2 separate regions of the Macaca mulatta genome follow, and region 1 is linked to region 2. A link is a contact called in public Hi-C data. All regions are on one chromosome and are shown on one strand. Each heading gives the region's core, a stretch centred on a gene start, on an enhancer-like site or on the middle of the called end of the contact. The rest is flanking DNA. Distances are from core to core; before and after follow the strand shown. Region 1 holds the start of UROD (uroporphyrinogen decarboxylase). Region 2 holds the start of ZSWIM5 (zinc finger SWIM-type containing 5).

The links. A called contact is a pair of places that touch in the nucleus more often than the background predicts.
Region 1: a Hi-C map of CD4 T cells shows a contact between it and region 2, with 4 times the contacts expected there. The contact joins the promoter of UROD here to the promoter of ZSWIM5 in region 2. A contact is called at or near these places in 3 of 14 Hi-C or Micro-C datasets (CD4 T cells, fetal cortex germinal zone and fetal cortical plate).

What each region holds. Positions count from the first base shown.
Region 1 is chr1:195,614,132-195,619,581 of T2T-MMU8v2.0, reverse strand. It overlaps UROD (uroporphyrinogen decarboxylase), which reads left to right and starts at 4,156. Exons shown (of 9, transcript XM_077959671.1): 1 at 4,156-4,195; 2 at 4,812-4,924; 3 at 5,041-5,120. The coding sequence starts at 4,176. HECTD3 (HECT domain E3 ubiquitin protein ligase 3) reads right to left here and starts at 2,873. Exons shown (of 21, transcript NM_001257654.1): 1 at 2,423-2,873; 2 at 2,080-2,240; 3 at 1,726-1,818; 4 at 1,511-1,646; 5 at 1,093-1,208; 6 at 894-1,007; 7 at 669-751; 8 at 64-229. The coding sequence starts at 2,791.
Region 2 is chr1:195,414,185-195,418,982 of T2T-MMU8v2.0, reverse strand. ZSWIM5 (zinc finger SWIM-type containing 5) reads right to left here and starts at 1,881. Exons shown (of 14, transcript XM_015138173.3): 1 at 1,033-1,881. The coding sequence starts at 1,627.

The DNA.
Region 1 (5,450 bases), core at 2,907-5,406, 200 kb before region 2:
GCAGACACACAAGGCTCAATGCTGGGGGAAGGGAAGGGCCCACAGGTCCAGGGCCACAGCCACCTCTGCAGGAGGACAGCTCTGCGGTACAGTACTTCAGGGTCGGTGCCTTCCAGGCGTGGGTATCGCACCAGACTAGTCGGCTGGAACAGGTCTGCATTCAACCCTAGCTCCCGCTGTCTAGAGGACTTGATCTTGACCCCTCGGAGACGAACATCAATCCCATCATCTGGGGAAAGGGGTCAGAGTGAGGTCATTTACGGCACCTGCTGGCTCCTCGGCCCTCACACCTAGGAATGGCTCCTTGAACGCTCAGCCTTTTGTCACCCTTAACCCTAGAAACTTGGGACCTTCGGGATCACCTTCTATCACCTGACTCTGATTTATCTATTCCTGCTGATTCCTCCGTCTTCCACTATAATGCTGGCATGCCTGAGGGTCCCAACTCAGTTCCTTTTCCAGGTGAGCCCAACCACCTGTATGGCTTTAAGGCAGGCCTATACCTGGCACATCCCAGCTGCTCAGGCCCCAAAGCTCCAAATCTCAGAGTTAGTTCAGCATCACCTTCACCCCAACTCCAAGCCTATCCTCTTCTCTCCACACTCACTGTCTGTCTGCCCCATCTCCACATCGGGCTCTCTTTCCCTCCTTAGAGCCTTAAGCCTCACCTCGGCACTCCACGATGCGGATCTCGATGATCGGGAGGTGGACAGTCATGTCCTCCAGGACACAGACATCACCAATCAGGGTCCTGAGGAGACGAGTGTGAGGCACTTCGGATACCTCCTGCCTCAGGCCTTCAGAGACTGCTGGAGTCTCACTCAAACTTAGGCTTCCAAGCTGGGCTAGGCTTGGAACACACCCTACTTCCCTCCCCAGGCCAGTGTGCTCACTCGTCAATGCTCACGTCACTCAGCTTCTTCAGGTTGTCCCCTTCGCCCCCATAGACCACCACCCGCTTTGGCATAAAGTTGTCATCTGTGGTATCTACTGTAAGTAGCAGCTTCCTGAAAGGTCAGAGTGTGAACATGAGTCTTTGTGAACCCACAGGAATGTGGCTCACCCATCCTGTCCTGCCCAGAGCCTACTTACTTGACAATGGTGCCCTTCTTCATGGTAAGCCGTACCCAGTGCTGGCACTGGGACCCATCGCTCTCCCAGTAGGTATCGGCATTGCTGTCTGTCAGGCAGGATACATTGAACTCCTCCTGGGGAGGGGCAGAGAGGTGGAGTCAGTAGTTACCCTCCCTCGCTGAGCTGGGCTTGTGCTCTGGACCAGGAGGACCAGAGAGAAAGCAGAGTGAAGCTGGGCTAACAGGCAACTGGTATGGGATAGGGGGCCGCTGGGTATGTAGGGGTTCCTACAGACTTCCAAGATAGGGAGCTGAAGTGAGTGTGGCCCGTGGGGACCCTGTTTTGGTCCTGGCCTGGAGGTGGGGGTTCTTTCTGGATCTAGCCTTGAGGGGTGTGACTATATCTTGCCTGGGGTGGGAGGAGCCCCAGCACCCACCGTGTAGGAGGAAACGTCTATGCTCTCCACATACTGCTTCACGCTACCCAGGTTCTCATCCTCCTTGCCCAGGTGGTCATACAAGAAGTGGATCAGGTCCTCGTCGCACTCGTAGGTCCATGTCGGGGGTACATAGCTAAGCAACCCCAAGCCCCTAATTAGACTGGGCCCAGACGCAGAGCTCCTTCCTCCCCACCCCATTCCAGCTCACTCACAGTAGCCTTTGTACAGCTTCTGCGTATGCCTCTGCTGGCTGAGGTCTCGATCCCAGGCGATGTGAGTATGTCAGGTCCACCACCTGTTCCCACCTGTGGGCACAGAGTAGGGAGTGGGAAAGGGAGACATCAGCGGGCAGCAGGACACTACCTCCATGCCGTGTAGCCTTCTCCTGGGCTCTATCTCCCGGTCTCCAGACGCCCCACCCGAGCCCCCTTCATGTCCCGCCCCTTCCTGTTCTTAACCCTGCCTCCACTCCAGTATCCCACCCACCCCAGGGTGCGGCTGAAGTGTTCCCAAGCCGTCCTGGCCTGGCCTTCGGACAGCAAGCCCCGCTCCTTCAAGTGCAGGACCTGAGCACCGGCCGATAATCCACGCCAAAGAGCTGCTGCTGCCGCTGGAGGTGGTTGGGAGTGTCGATGGGTACCAGGCGGGCTCCGCCCTCCGCCGGGCGGCACACCAGCAGCCAGCCTTCCTGCAGCCCGCAGTCGCCCAGGTGCTCTGCCAGCTGCTCCTGCCGGGACGCGCCGGATGGGGACAGCCGTCAGGGAACTGCCCAGCCGCCTGTCCTACCCAGCCCAGGGCAAAGGGCACCGAACGCAATGCCAACTCAATACAGGGGAGGAAAGGGAAACAGCCAGAGGTTTCTCTGGCCCCGGGGGTCTTTTACCTGGTCCTGGGTGGGGAAGAGCTCACCTTTGTCAGCTTCACCCAGAGCCCGTGGCCGTTGCACAGCTCCTCGCCCGTGGTGCGCACGCAGGCGCCGCGCCGGAGCTCGATGCTGTCGCGGGCGGCGCGGAGGGGCCCGGAGCCGGTTCCGGGGGCTGGGCCTGCGGCGCCCACACGCAACCCCAGGCCCTCTGCCTCCCACACGGGCAGGAGCACGCGCGACGGTCCTGCCGGGTCCTTGTAAAGCTTGTAGAGCACCTCTTGCGGCACGAAAGCCAGCGCTGCCGGCAGCGGCCGCCCAGCGCGGAGGCTCCGCGCTGCCTCCGCCAAGAAGCGCACGCGGCCCAGCAGCTGCCGCGGGGACTCCAGCACCGCGCCCGGGCCAGGACCCGCCATGGCTAAGTGGCGGAGGTGAGCGCCTAAGGGCGATCCTACCCGGTGAACAGCTGGCGCGACCGCGGACGGAGCTTCCCACCACGCCCTGCCCCGCCTTTGGCCAGCCTTCGCCGTATGTTCTGGACTAAGCGCACCCAGCGCTCACCGTATTGCACTGTGTACTCCTACACCCAATCATATTACCTACCTCTGTGCCACCCTAACCCAGCCGACCAAACCCAAGATTGGTGATTTCTACCTGATCAATCTCCTTCTCTCCATTTCCTTGCTACTACCATTTTATCTCTACTGCTACTACCCTCATTCAATAACCGTTCTATCTGGCCTGGATCATTGCCAACATTTTTCTGGTTCTTCGGCCTGCTCTTTTTCCTCCCACTCCCAACGAATTTGCTGGACTCCCTATCCTTTTTTTTTTTTTTTTTTTTTTTTTTTTTGAGACGGAGTCTTGCTCTGTCGCCCAGGCTGGAGTGCAGTGGCCTGATCTCGGCTCACTACAAGCTCCGCCTCCCGGGTTCACGCCATTCTCCTGCCTCAGCCTCCCGAGTAGCTGGGACTACAGGCGCCCGCCACCTCGCCCGGCTAGTTTTTTGTATTTTTTAGTAGAGACGGGGTTTCACTGTGTTAGCCAGGATGGTCTCGATCTCCCGACCTCATGATCCGCCCGTCTCGGCCTCCCAAAGTGCTGGGATTACAGGCTTGAGCCACCGCGCCCGGCCGACTCCCTATCCTATAGGTGGTGTGACTAAAATGTTTGAGACAATGGCTCCTTCCCCTGCCACTGACAGGAGTCTTGAGTCATTCGGGTTCTGTTTGTCACTCCTAATCCCAAGGACACTGGTAATCGTTATTCATTTTAATGTGATTACTGATTTCTGTTTTCCCAGTCTTATAGCTTCTTAAAGACCGGGGCTGTCTTGAGCAGAGCTAACCTCTACACCTACTGTAGGTCCAGGCTCTTAGTAGGTAATGTAAGTATATGACGATTTCAGTTTCCTGAGCAGCCTGGTTCCATCATCCTCAGTATGCCTGGCTGAATAAGACTATTAGAATCATGAGTGGGACTTGAGCCAAGCCTCCGGATACCCAGACCGTCAGATGAGAACAAATTCCTCATGTCACCGTAACATACAGTTACAGCGGAGTTCTCTTTTCAGCGTTTGTTGTTGCGTCGCTACAGCGGACTTTACGGTGAAAAAAGGTAGGGGTCCTACGGGCAGCAGCCAGGGCAGCCCTGGAGCTGTCGCGGGAGTCTGATCATGTGATCTTCAACATGGCGACGCCCTTGATTCCCTACAGAAAGGGGCGGAGCCTGGACGGGGTGGGGGCAGGCTCACATTCAGGTTAACTTGCGAATTGAGCTCGCAGTTACAGACAGCTGACCATGGAAGCGAACGGGTTGGGGTGAGTTCTCCAGAGCACGCGGTGTGGCTAGTTGAGCTTCTGAGTCTTCCAACTCAGGACTCTATCCCTGTACTCCCCTTTCCCCACCTTGGAGATCTCTCAACCTGGACTCTGTTAGCTGGGATCCTGAATCCTAAAACCATGGATTTTTGAGACGTTCATCCCAGGGGCCTTAATTCAAGGGATGCCTCAGGATTTCCAACCAGGATCTCTATTCTGGGACCATCAACTCTCATCCCTCTTTATCCCCCAGCCTGGGGATCTCTCAGCCTCTGAACCAGCCCAGTGACATTCCCGTTTCTGAGACTCCGTAGTCCGAAGACCCCCAAACTATCCTTCCTGGGCCTTATTTCCTCCCCCTAGTCCCTCTAGTTGCTTCGAGCTTGGGAGAGTAGGGACTAAGTGGAGGGAAGAGGCCCCAGGGCGGGCCCTTCTAGAGTTTGTGCACCACCTGATAGGCAGAGAGGCGGCGGAACGGGCGGAAAGCCAGGGTTTGGGAGCTGGCCTGGAGGAGGTAGATAGCGGTCCTCGACTAAATCAGCCTTATGAATCCGCACTTTACCCAACCTCCAGCCTAGCATACTGACACCTACCCCTACCCCCACCTGATTACCAGACCTCAGGGTTTTCCGGAGCTGAAGAATGACACATTCCTGCGAGCAGCCTGGGGAGAGGAAACAGACTACACTCCCGTTTGGTGCATGCGCCAGGCAGGCCGTTACTTACCAGGTAAGAGTCAGGCCCTGGAAATCTAGATAAAACTCCGGAAGGCGAAAAGTTTTCAAGGGGCAGGGGAGGGCTCTGGAGGGCCTCAAGGCTAAGCCCCGTCTTCCCTCTGTATGCAGAGTTTAGGGAAACCCGGGCTGCCCAGGACTTTTTCAGCACTTGTCGCTCTCCTGAGGCCTGCTGTGAACTGACTCTGCAGGTGAGGGGTGCACAAAAGAGGGAAAGATTTATGCCTTCAGTCTGCCACCTAGCAACCCGTCTCCTGTTTCCTACAGCCACTGCGTCGCTTCCCTCTGGATGCTGCCATCATTTTCTCCGACATCCTTGTTGTACCCCAGGTACCTACTCAAATCTGATCCTGGAATATAATCCAAGGACCCCTTGAAAATCCTTCTATCAGTCCAGTCAAGGTTTACAATAAGCACTTATCCTAACTGGATCGAGGGAAAAACTAAGGTTGAAAGAGATGGAGTTTGGCAGTTTTATTCTCCTTTTCCTTCCTTCTGGAATGAGCTGAACAGAACCTTTC
Region 2 (4,798 bases), core at 632-3,131:
AGCATATAGTGTACAACAAAACAAGATCTAGATTAACATAAAGTAAAGATATGTACTTCCAGAAGGCTATAATAATCCAAATAGAAAATTAATTCCACATGTTTTAATTTTCCACATAGCAAAGTCAATGTTAATCAATGTCATTTTTTTCTCTTTCTCCTTAACCATTCCACAAATCAGATGCACTGTATTTATATATTTAATAAGATTAACAAACTGACTAGAAGCTCCGGAGGAGTAAAGGAAGAAATCACTTGTATATTTTCCCATAACAAAAAGATAAAAGCAAGTACGACTTGTTAAATGAGAAGCTTTTGAAAAACCCAGCGTGATCAGCTTTTGATTTACCCCAGTCTGACAAGGAAGAGAGACCCCACCCCCACTCCAGATTGTATGGCTTTTTTTTTTTTTTTCCTTGGGTGGGGGTGTGGAGGAGAAGCTGTCACATTTCCATCTTCGGTTATTGTTAGTCCGCAGCCTAGATTCCCAAGCATCACTGATCCAGGGGAAAAATCCTAACGCAGACAACTAAAACTGTCTGAAATATGCAGGATTTTGTTGGGGCTCTTTTCCCAGTGTTAAAGTTAATTTCATCGAGGCTTAATCGGCTAGGGCTATTGATTGCCTCTGACAGTCTGTCCCTCAAACGCTCCCTCTAAAACCGCTTGTTCCAGATTTACTAACAATCCTCCCCTCTCCAAACTTAAATTAGGACAATGCATTTGTGAAATTATTACATCCAAAAAGGCATACCTCCCCATTCTCTTTGCCTTGGTGTGGGGAGTAGAAAGAGTGAAGAACAGAGATCTATTCGCCCTTCAAACAAAAAGAAATGGGGGTAGAGGATCAGTGGAGGAAAAGAGCAGTGGTGGACCTGAGTGAAAGGTTGAAAAAAGTTTTTGTGACTTGTTCGTCCTTCGGCAGGGGTACAGGAGATGGGCAGAAGGCGGGGTCTCGGCCCCAGGGCTCAGGCAAAGAGGCACCTGCGGAAGAGGAGGCTGAGCACCCGAGAGCGCCCGGGCGAGCACCTACCGACTTGCAGCACGTTCTCCACGGAGCCGCTGTCCAGCAGACGGATGCCCCGGCGGAAAGGGAGCCCCTCGCCACCGCAGCCGGCCGCGCCGGCCCCAGCGCCCAGCCCGGGGGATGCCCCAGCCGCGACGCCCCCGGGGGCGGAGCCGGCCGGAGCGGCGGCCCCGGGGGGTGGCGGCGGCCCCTCCTCGGCCGGTGAAGCCCCCGCGGCGCCGCCAGCCGCGCTGGCGCCGGGGCCGCCCCGGTACTGGAAGCTGGAGTACATGCAGATCTCCCGCTCATTCCGCGGGAAGGACCAGTAGACGATGCGGCGCTGCACGGGCTCCGGGATCCGCTCGAAGCGCTCCTCCACCCGTTCGTACGCCCACTTTTCCGCCACCGTCTTGGCGGCGCAGTCCAGTAAGGACTCCGGCTGCAGGTGGGGGCGGGCCCCGAGGACCAGGCAGCTGCTGCCGACGCCCCCTGCCCCTCCGCCGGCTGCCCCGGGTGAACCGCGAGGGTGGTGAGCCTGCGGGCTGGGCCACGAACACAGCCGCTTGGCCGGAGAGACCGGTGACGGGGAGAGCAGCTCCTCTTGCTCACCTCCGTCCGCCATTGCTGGGGACTGACTGACTGACTGAGGCGGCGGCAGCGGCTCGGGCTGCGGTGGAGACCCCGGCCACGGCCACGCGCCCCGCGCAAGCGCCCAGTGGCGGCGCCGAGGGGGGCGGGGCGAGAGAACCGGGAGCCCGCCGGCCCGAGTGGGGAACCTGGGCCGGGCCCGGGCGCGCGCCGCGAGGGCAGACGCTGGCGGCCTGCGGAGTAGCGTGAGGCGGCGCGCGCTGTCCGTGCCTCCGCGGACGCGAAGACAGGCGGGAGCGAGCGCGGGCCCGCGGCGCGCTTCAGGCGCAAACAGCCCAGAACGCGAGCCGAGCGCTCGCGCGGATCCGGCGGCCGCGGAGGGGAGAGGAGCGCCGGGCGCTCTCGCACGCCCGCCCGCGCACCCCCAACCCACCTGCCGCCGGCCAGACAGGAATGGACTGTGTGACCGAATGAAATGGCGGGGCCATAAGCCATCCAAGGAGCTGCCTCCGTGAAGTTATAGGCTCGCGGGGCACAAGGAGAAAAAACCAATCCAGCTCCAACGGTACTGATGTGACAGGAGGCTGTCACAGCCGAGCGGAAGATCTGGCAGAAAGACCCTGGGAAAGAAGACACTAGGGGAAAAAAATCAGAAAGTTCGAGTGATAAAAACTCGCCTTACGCTACAACAATGTAGGATAAAGCTGGCGGTCACCCCACCCCACCCCAGAATGGGACAAAGTCGCACCACCCCTTGACAATGGGGCACCAAGATCTTATCGCCACAGCGGCTGCATCCTTGTGGGGTCTTTTGGAGGGTTTAGCACCTTGCATCCTAGGATACAAAACACTTTGTGTGTGTGTTTTCTGGTAGAATTCTCTGATCCCCTACCTCCAATCTGATTTAGGTTTTTCATGTTTTCCTCACCTGGCTCAGTCTTCTACACCTTTACACAGTTGTATTTTTATATATTTGTTTAATGTCTGACTGTCAACTCCATGAGAGTGAGAATCATGTCTGTTTCCTTCACTATAATTTATCCTCTACCTGGCATTTAGTGGGTCCTCAAGAATGGCAACTTCATCACTAACTCCATAAACAACACGCAATTGTATGTGACTCTCTTGCTCGGTCAAGAAAACTCAGATTATTTCAGAATTTGCTGACAAACTGATCTCTACAACTTTAAAACATTCCAAGAATTGTATTAAAAGAGTTTCTATAGTTGAGTTTGCCTTTCAAAATGAGCAAGATTTAGAGTGTAGGATAAAGTAAGAGTAAGAAGAGAGTAAATGATTGGAGACAGGCTGGAGCCACGGTTTGGTTTTGCTGTAATCTCAGAATTAAAGAGCACAGGCTATAGAGTCAGAATTGGGTGTGAATCACACTTGCTGTGTGTGATGTTATTCATGATTCAGTTACATCATTTGTAAAAGGGAGCTAGTAATAATGCTTCTACACATAAATGTTGTAAGAATTAGAAATAATTCACTTTAAAAAGTTTTTTTAGAGACAGGATCTCACTCTGATGTCCAGTCCCGAGTGCAGTGGGGTGATCACTACAATCTCAAACTCTTGGGCTCAAACCATCCTCCCACCTCAGCCTCCAGAATGACTAGGATTACAGATGCACAGCACCACACCCAGTTAATTCTTTAAATTTTTTGTAGAGAGTAGGTCTCCCTATGTTGCCCCGGCTAGCTGGGATTAGAAGTAATTCACATTGTGTGCTTATTCAGTGTAGTGGGTACTCAATAAGTATCTGTTTAGGCCAGATGCAGTGGCGCATGCCTGTAATCCCAAGGCTTTGGGAGACCAAAGTGGGAGGATCCCTTGAGGCCAGGAGTTCTAGACCAGCCTGGGCAACAGAGCTGACTGGAGACCCCATCTCTACACAAGAGATAAAAAAAATAGCAGGGATTGGTGGCCTACACCCTGTAGTCCTAGCTACCCTGAAGGCTGATGGAGGAGGATTGCTTGAGCCCAGGAGTTCAAGGTTACAGTAAGCTATGATCATGCCACTGCACTCTAGCCTGGGCAACAGAGCAAGAACCTCTCTCAAAAAAAAAGAAAAAGAAATCTGTTTATATTGGTAAATGGATTTATATCTGTAAATATCTATAAATAGATCACTGCAAAATAGCATAATCCCTACTCCACCTTGAATCTGGTACCACATTTACAGGCTTCCATAACGCACATTATTTTCCCTGCTATAATTTATCAGTTTTTTGGGAGAATGAATATTCCTTTAATGCCTGTCTCCCTAACTAGACTATGAGCTATGGAAGGGCAGGAACCATTTCCATGTAAGGGCCTATTTCTACAACCTGCCAAAATGCCTACACATAGAAGATGTTCAGAAAATATTTGCACTTTGAATCAATAAATATGTTACTCTGATTTAATCAGTTACTGCCTTTTTTTTTTTTTTTTTTTGAGATGCAGTCTCACTCTGTCACACCCAGGTTGGAGTGCAGTGGCACAATCTTGGCTCACTGCAATTTCCGCCTCCTGGGTTCAAACGATTCTCTTGCCTCAGCCTCCTAAGTAGCTGGGACTACAGGCGCATATGCCAGCATGCCCAGCTAATTTTTGTATTTTTAGTAGAGATGGGGTTTTACCATATTGACCAGGCTGGTCTCAAACTCTGGCTTCAAGTGATCTGCCCGCTTCAGCCTCCCAAAGTGCTGGGATTACAAGTGTGAGCCATGGCGCCTAGCCTATATTTATGTGTTTATTTGCTTAATGTCTGTTTCCCAAAATAGACAATAAGCTCCGTGTTAGGTGGGCATGGTGGCTCATACCTGTAATTCCAGCACTTTGGGAGGCTGAGGTGGGTGGATCACTTGAGGCCAGGAATTCAAGACCAGCCTGGTCAACATGGTGAAACTCCATCTCTACCAAAAATACCAAAATTAGCTGGGCATGATGGCGGACATCTGTAATCCCAGCTACTCGGGAGGCTGAGGCAGGAGAATTGCTTGAACCTAGGAGGCGGAGGTTGCACTGAGCCAAGATTGTGCCACTGCCAGCCTGGGAGACACAGCGAGACCGCATCTCAAAAAATAAATAAATAAAAAATTTGAAAAATAAGCACATAAATATATAAATACAGATGGTAATAACATGTCAAATAAGACATTTGGGAATATGCAATATGTGGTTGGGAATAACAAGAATGATAGATTAATTGGACTATAA